2 separate regions of the Oryza sativa genome follow, and region 1 is linked to region 2. A link is a contact called in public HiCAR-type data. All regions are on one chromosome and are shown on one strand. The core of a region is the stretch at or near the end of the contact, and the rest is flanking DNA. Distances in the headings are between cores, read along the strand shown. Region 1 holds the start of LOC4345992 (ETHYLENE INSENSITIVE 3-like 3 protein). Region 2 holds the start of LOC4345982 (receptor protein kinase-like protein ZAR1).

Evidence for each region. HiCAR-type assays count read pairs that join an accessible place to other places.
Region 1: a HiCAR-type map of leaf shows a contact between it and region 2, with 2.0 times the contacts expected there. The contact joins the promoter of LOC4345992 here to the promoter of LOC4345982 in region 2. A contact is called at or near these places in 4 of 15 Hi-C or Micro-C datasets (leaf, seedling and an unstated tissue) and 1 of 4 datasets of contacts at active chromatin or transcription factors (leaf).

Annotation. Positions count from the first base shown.
Region 1 is chr8:25,355,663-25,359,488 of ASM3414082v1, forward strand. LOC4345992 (ETHYLENE INSENSITIVE 3-like 3 protein) reads left to right here and starts at 1,680. Exons shown (of 4, transcript NR_175396.1): 1 at 1,680-1,758; 2 at 2,220-3,826. It overlaps LOC4345991 (pre-rRNA-processing protein TSR2), which reads left to right. Exons shown (of 4, transcript XM_015793050.3): 4 at 1-227.
Region 2 is chr8:25,205,194-25,208,903 of ASM3414082v1, forward strand. LOC4345982 (receptor protein kinase-like protein ZAR1) reads left to right here and starts at 1,394. Exons shown (of 2, transcript XM_015793277.2): 1 at 1,394-2,835; 2 at 2,919-3,710. The coding sequence starts at 1,488. The coding sequence ends at 3,544.

The DNA of each region.
Region 1 (3,826 bases), core at 430-2,929, 150 kb after region 2:
AAAAACCTTGGCAAAGACTTTGCACTTGCAAAGACAGTTTGCCAGGAGGTTCTCAGTGTCAAGTTTTGTTCTAGTTTTTTTTCGAGGGATGATTATGTTGTAGTATCCTTTACTTGAACTGAGCTGTAATCGTGTGACTGATCTATAATTCTACATTCAGGAAACTGTCTTATCTGTGTAATGTCAAGTGCCAGAAGACGAGCAAAAGAATATATCAGTTCCCAGTACTCCATCTGTCAAAAAAAAAACACGAATCAGATTCATTGTAGGATTTGATTTTTTTTTTAAGACCGGAGGAAGTATGTGGCTATCGTACCTTAAGAGCATGTCCGACATATACCTAAAAATCTCTCTCAAATTCTGTTTTTGGAATTCCTAATTTGATTTTAAGGTGTAAATAAATTTTTATTTCCAACATATATAATTCCTAATAATAAAAAGTGGACTTACCCCTAACTACCAACTGATACAGCGGGATCGTACGGAAATATGGAGCGAGAGTGTCTCCTGACTAGGAGGAGAAGGGGATCGTACGGAAATATGAGCGAGTGTCTCCCGACTTGTGGATAGGAGGAGAAGAGGAATCCAATTTTTTGGATACATCTCTAGGAGAACTATTGGAGCAAGTTTTTCATTCACTCTAAAATAAACTTCAATTCTAGAATTGGGTTCTATTTAGGGATACTGTTGGTCAAATATAAACTATTGTGGTAATCGTCTATATGGGCCTCTGGTTTGTTGTTGAGGAGTGGACCTGTGGGCCGTAACCTCACGCCATCGGACACTAAACCTTTGTATGGGCCCTGTCTTGTGGACAACTGGAGCCATGGCTGTGTACCACTGAGGAGGATACATCGAACCTAGACGCTTCCTCGCCTGCTTATGTGTTCTGGAGCGACCAGGTTCAATGAACCTTCTCTAAATCCACTATATATAGAAACTTGGATGGAATCAAGTTTATCGGATTGGTCATATATCCTAATAAATGTAATCTTATCTTTTTCACAATAAAAAGCTAAAAACAAGGATTACCTATTTTGTTGTCATGTAAGAGGCGACAAAAACATTCTCAACCTTTTTTTCATTTAGTTAGTACAAAGAAAAAAAAGAAATCAATACCTCAATAAATTAACTTAACAGAAATACAATACATGTACGCCATACAACTCTACACTCATCCTAAGCGTTTCGTACACATATCGAAAGAAGTCAAGTATCGTGCTCATTTAATTGCTAAGATACACGTTTGCTAGTGCATCACTCGTGAAGTCGACAACAAAAACAAGAGGTCGATATCTCTTACTTTTAAATGACAATGATGCAGTGCTAATTCAACAGACAATTTCACCACTCTCCGGCATAAAAACATATTAATTTCTAACCTTCAGAATTTGTTAAAAATATAACACTCCACCTATTATCTCGTATCAACAAAATCATAACATCTTTTATTTGTTCTGAGTTCTACTAACACACTACGCAGGGCTGCAAGTGTTAGATAGCAAGACAAACAAACACAAGGAGTGCACAGCATCTGTAAAAAAAAAAGGAAAAAAAAAAAGGCAAAACACTCGAAACAAAAACAAAAGCACAAAAAAAAAAACCAGCCTCTTGCGTGACGTCATCCCACCGCGGCTGCTTTCCATTTCCGCCACAGCGACTCTCTCCATTTCTTCCTCTTTTTGCCTTGCAAACCCAGACATTCTCATCTGATTACTCCGCGGCGGCGGCGGCGGCGGGAGCGGCATCTCCGACGAGGTATGTGTGTTTCAATGCCGCCGCCAATCCATTTCGGCTGTTCTGAGGGTGGGGGTTTGTGGTCGAGGGATAGGTGGCGCCGTTTTTTTTCCTCGCTGCGCATGATTTTTTAGGGTTTGATTGGTTCGAGATCAGTCTCCGTTACCTGTATCCCCCGCAGGGTTGCGGCCTTTTGCAAGCGAGGTTGTGCGGAAACGTGTCGTCGTGAGAGGTGCAGTTTTGATTCAAGGGGCATATCATTTTCTGTTTGGGAATTTAGGTCGTGAGTTGTGATGGATGATGATATGTGTGGATTGATCTGGCGTCTGTTCTTGATGGTTTAGATGATACAGAGTTAGCAGATTAAAGCCAGGGAAATTTTTAGATGGGTTTTTGACATTTCCATGTATGATTTTGCAATTCTAATCTATTACTCTTATTTTTGTTAGTATTGCGTCTGACCACATGCATAAATTGGGCAGATTCCTCTCTTGATGGTATCGTTGAACAAGCCAACTAAGCACAAGGAGTTGTCTCGGGTGATGAGATAATTTGGTTAAGGAAGGTAGGAAGCAGTAAATTCAATGGGCAATCCTTCTATTCTCACGGAGGATTTAGGCGATACGTCTGACTTTGAGGTTGATGGCGTCGAGAACCTCACGGAGAATGATGTCAGTGATGAGGAGATTGATGCCGAGGAGCTGGCCCGACGGATGTGGAAAGACAAGATCAAGCTGAAGAGGATCAAGGAGAGGCAGCAGAAGCTTGCTCTGCAGCAGGCAGCACTAGAGGAGTCCAAAACAAAGAAGATGTCTGAGCAGGCTCTCCGCAAGAAGACGGCGAGAGTCCAGGATGGGATCTTGAGGTACATGCTCAAGCTGATGGAGGTGTGCAATGCTCGTGGGTTTGTTTATGGGATCATTCCTCATAAAGGGAAGCCTGTCAGTGGTGCATCGGATAACATTAGAGCTTGGTGGAAGGAGAAGGTTCGGTTCGATGTGAATGGGCCGGTTGCCATTGCAAAGTATGAGGTTAAGAACTCAATGCTGGTTGATGCTAAGCGCAGAGGGGTCTTGAACCAGCATAGCTTGATGGATCTCCAGGATGCTACCCTGGGATCATTGCTCTCATCGTTGATGCAGCATTGCAGCCCGCAGCAGCGCAAGTACCCACTGGATAAGGGTGTCCCTCCCCCATGGTGGCCATCAGGAAATGAGGATTGGTGGATTTCTTTAGGCCTTCCAATGGGAATATCACCACCATACAGAAAACCGCATGATCTTAAGAAGGTTTGGAAGGTTGGCGTGCTGACGGGTGTGATCAAACACATGGCCCCAAACTTTGATAAGATCAGGAATTGTGTAAGGAAATCGAAGTGCTTGCAAGACAAAATGACTGCTAAAGAGAGCTTGATTTGGCTGGGAGTTCTTCGAAGAGAGGAAATATATTTTCGCAGTTCTGACAATGTTGGATCACAGATTACACACCGTAGTTCTCGTGAGGGAAAAAGTGATGATATATATAGCAGCAGTGATGAGTATGATGTCGACCATTTGGAGGAACCTCCTCGCTCTTCATCATCCAAAGATAATGTGGGGCGTCGTCAGCCAACTGCGCAGATCAGAGAGGAGCATACCTCTAGTCGACACAACAGAGGACGCCATGATCAGCAACCCAATCAAGTACTTCCTAGCAATGAAGGGACCAATGAATCAAGGAAGAGAAAGAGACCTAGTGGTCATTTACTTACTGCTGAATCTGAGGTTGAGGTAACACAAAAAGATGACAATCAACTAGCCATTGTGAGCAATGCATTGCCCAATATGAGCAGAATAAACCAAACGGAGATGATGGGCATGGCTAACCAGATGACAAGCCTCAGCCATGTCAATACAACTGAAACTCTACAGCATCAATATGTTCAAGGGAACTTCGTATCTTCTCCTGCTGCTGTGGTTAATAACTATAACAGCAACCAGATTACAAATGTTAATCCTTCAAGGATTTATATGGGATATCAGCCTTTAGCATGCCAAAATAATGGTCACACAAATCCATGGTCTGAAGACACTTTTCAGGTTGATGTTGG
Region 2 (3,710 bases), core at 144-2,643:
ACAAAAGGCCCGGCCTCCGTCTTGTGAGGCGAGCCACCCCCGGTGGTGCGCTGCCCCACCCTTCTCTTCTGGCCGCTACCGCTCCGCTGTCGCGTTACCACGCCGCGCTTCCCGATGCACGCCCACCAAACCGTGCAACGCAAACGCATCAGCACAAAACACACGCACACCACTGTCAGCGACCCGGGTTTCGCAACAGCAGCAGCTTCCAAACCTAATTTTAATACACTCCCTAATCCTCGTGGCGTGTCAAAATGCTACTTCCATTATAATATGTTTTTTATTTTAATCAAAATTAAATTGCTTCAAATTTAACTAAGAGCAAGTTTAATAGTGTAGCCAACTATCAGCTCCAATTCATCTATAACCAATCTAATAGCTCATTCATACAGTAGTTACATACTACACTATTAATTCATCCCACTTGTCATACACACACTGTGTTTTAGAGTTCGTGCTACAGCTGACTACAAATCTATAGCCCGCTACCCTTCTCTCTCCTTATTTATCTCTTTAAAATATATTTACAGCTGGCTTATAGCCTACTATTGTACATGCTCTAAATTTATAGATAAATATAACACTACTAGCAATACAGATCTGAAGCGCTCTCTCTCCCCCTTCCTTCCAGGTGCAAATTTCAAAATTTGCAGAAAAGATTACTGTAGTGCTAGTAGTATACGGTGGTGTTTGGATCAGGACTTAACTTTAGTTCATGTATTTAGACACTAATTTAGAGTATTAAATATATACTACTTATAAAACTAATTACATAAATAAAAACTAATTCGCGAGACAATTTTTTTAAACCTAATTAATCCATAATTAGAGAATGTTTACTGTAGCATCACATAAGCTAATTATGGATTAATTAGGCTCAAAATATTCATCTCGTGAATTAGTCCAAGATTATGGATGGGTTTTATTAATAGTCTACGTTTAATATTTATAATTAGTGTCCAAACATCCGATGTGATAGGGACTTTAAGTCCGTCTATACAGGGCCGGCATGTGCGTTTCTGCATTTGAACCGGGGGAGTGCTGGCTGACACGATGGGCCCACCGCACAGTGTCTGACTCACTCGCGGCAGCTAATCGGTTGATTAATCATGGGGATCAACTATTAACCCTTGAGATTTCCCACATGCAAACACGCTTAATTACTTTAGCAAAAGTCGCACCCCCCCCTCTTCGAATCCACCAGTCCACCTCATCTCCAGCGCTATTCCTCGTGCGCCACAGCATTCAAATCCCCATACCCAAAATACCCCTCACAGCTCCCAGGAATCACCACGGAGTCCACATGTGCCAACTACCCCTCCGTGGGTATTTCCGTCATTTCGCGCCTAAATCTCACTCCCCTAAACCCAGCTCACTCCCTACTCTGCCTCTCGTTGTTGTCTTCTTCTTCTTGCCTTCTCCGCAGCCATGGCAGTGGCAGGGTTGTAAATTGGTAGCTTCGGAAGCGAGCGGCCACTTCCGTCGCAATGGCGGCAGCTGCGCGGGCGGCGGCGGTGGCGGTGGTGGTGGTGGTGGTGGTGCTCGGCGTGGAGGTGGCGGCTGCGCTGAACACGGACGGGCTGGCGCTTCTTGCGCTCAAGTTCGCGGTGTCGGAGGATCCCAATGGCGCGCTCTCGACGTGGAGGGACGCCGACAACGACCCCTGCGGCTGGTCGGGCGTCACCTGCGTCGACGGCGGTGGCGGCAGGGTCGCCGGCGTGGAGCTCGCCAACTTCTCGCTCGCGGGCTACCTCCCATCCGAGCTGTCGCTGCTGTCCGAGCTGGTGACGCTGTCCCTGCCCTACAACCAGCTCGCCGGCCAGATCCCGGTCGCCATCACGGCGCTGCAGAAGCTCGCGGCGCTCGACCTCGCCCACAACCTCCTCTCTGGCCAGGTTCCGGCGGGGATTGGGCGGCTCGTGTCGCTGTCCCGCCTCGATTTGTCCTCCAACCAGCTCAACGGCTCGCTGCCGCCGGCGATCGCCGGGCTTCCTCGTCTCTCTGGGGTTCTCAACCTGAGCTACAACCATTTCACCGGCGGGATCCCGCCGGAGTTCGGCGGCATTCCGGTGGCGGTGAGCCTTGACCTCCGCGGGAACGACCTCGCCGGCGAGATCCCGCAGGTGGGGTCCCTCGTCAACCAGGGCCCGACCGCCTTCGACGACAACCCGAGGCTCTGCGGGTTTCCGCTCAAGGTGGAGTGCGCCGGTGAGAAGGAAGATCCAAGAATCCCCGAGGCGAATGGTGGCATGAACCCCGGCGCGGCGGCGGCGGTCGGGAGGCCACCGAGGCGCCGGTCGTCGCCGACGGTGCCCGTTCTTGCTGCCATTGTGGTGGTTGCCATCGTCGCCGGGGTGATCCTGCAGTGGCAGTGCCGGCGGCGGTGCGCGGCGGCGACGGCGAGGGACGAGGAGAAGGAGTCGGCGAAGGATAAGAGCGGGGCGGTGACGCTGGCCGGCAGCGAGGAGCGGCGCAGCGGCGGGGAGGAAGGGGAGGTGTTCGTGGCGGTGGACGACGGGTTCGGGATGGAGCTGGAGGAGCTGCTCCGCGCGTCCGCGTTCGTCGTCGGGAAGAGCCGCGGCGGCATCGTGTACCGCGTCGTCCCGGGCCACGGCCCCGCCGTCGCCGTCCGCCGCCTCAGCGAGCCCGACGACGGCGACGGCGGCTCCGACTCCGGGTGGCGCCGGCGCCGCGCGTTCGAGACCGAGGCCGCCGCCATCGGCCGCGCGCGCCACCCCAACGTCGCGCGCCTCCGCGCCTACTACTACGCGCCCGACGAGAAGCTTCTCATCTACGACTACCTCTCCAATGGCTCCCTCCACTCCGCTCTCCACGGTGACGCCACGAATCTGTTCTTGCCGATTCCTTCTTCTACTCCACTTGATCCGCAGCTAACGCGGTGTTTGTTTGTGTTTCAGGTGGCCCGACGGCGTCGCCGACGCCATTGCCGTGGTCGATGAGGCTGTCCATCGTGCAGGGCGCGGCGAGGGGGCTGGCATACCTGCACGAGTGCAGCCCACGCCGGTACGTGCACGGGTGCATCAAGTCATCCAAGATCCTGCTCGACGACGAGCTCCGCGCCCACGTCTCCGGCTTCGGCCTCGCCCGCCTCGTCGCCGGCGGCGCGCACAAGGCGGCGGCGGCGCAGTCGAAGAAGCTGGGCGGCGCGGCGTGCGCGCTGCGCGGCGGGGGCGGGGCGCTGGCGTACGTCGCGCCGGAGCTCCGCACGCCCGGCGGCGCGGCCGCCGCGGCGACGCAGAAGGGCGACGTGTTCGCGCTCGGCGTCGTGCTGCTGGAGGCGGTGACCGGGCGCGAGCCGACGGAGGGCGAGGGCGGGCTGGAGCTGGAGGCGTGGGTGCGCCGCGCCTTCAAGGAGGAGCGGCCGCTGTCGGAGGTGGTCGACCCGACGCTGCTCGGCGAGGTGCACGCCAAGAAGCAGGTGCTCGCCGTCTTCCATGTCGCCCTCGGCTGCACCGAGCCCGACGCCGAGCTGCGCCCCCGCATGCGCGCCGTCGCCGAGAGCCTCGACCGGATCAACGCCTAATCCGGCCATCTCTCCACCATCCTAATCGAGCTCAAAACACTACTCCTACAAGCTAAAGCCTGTGTCACTTGCAGTAACCACCATTAGCTTACAAGAACTTCAAATTCTGTAGATTATTACTGTTAATCGCCGCCAATGCGAGGTTTGAGATGGCAAAACGAAGCAA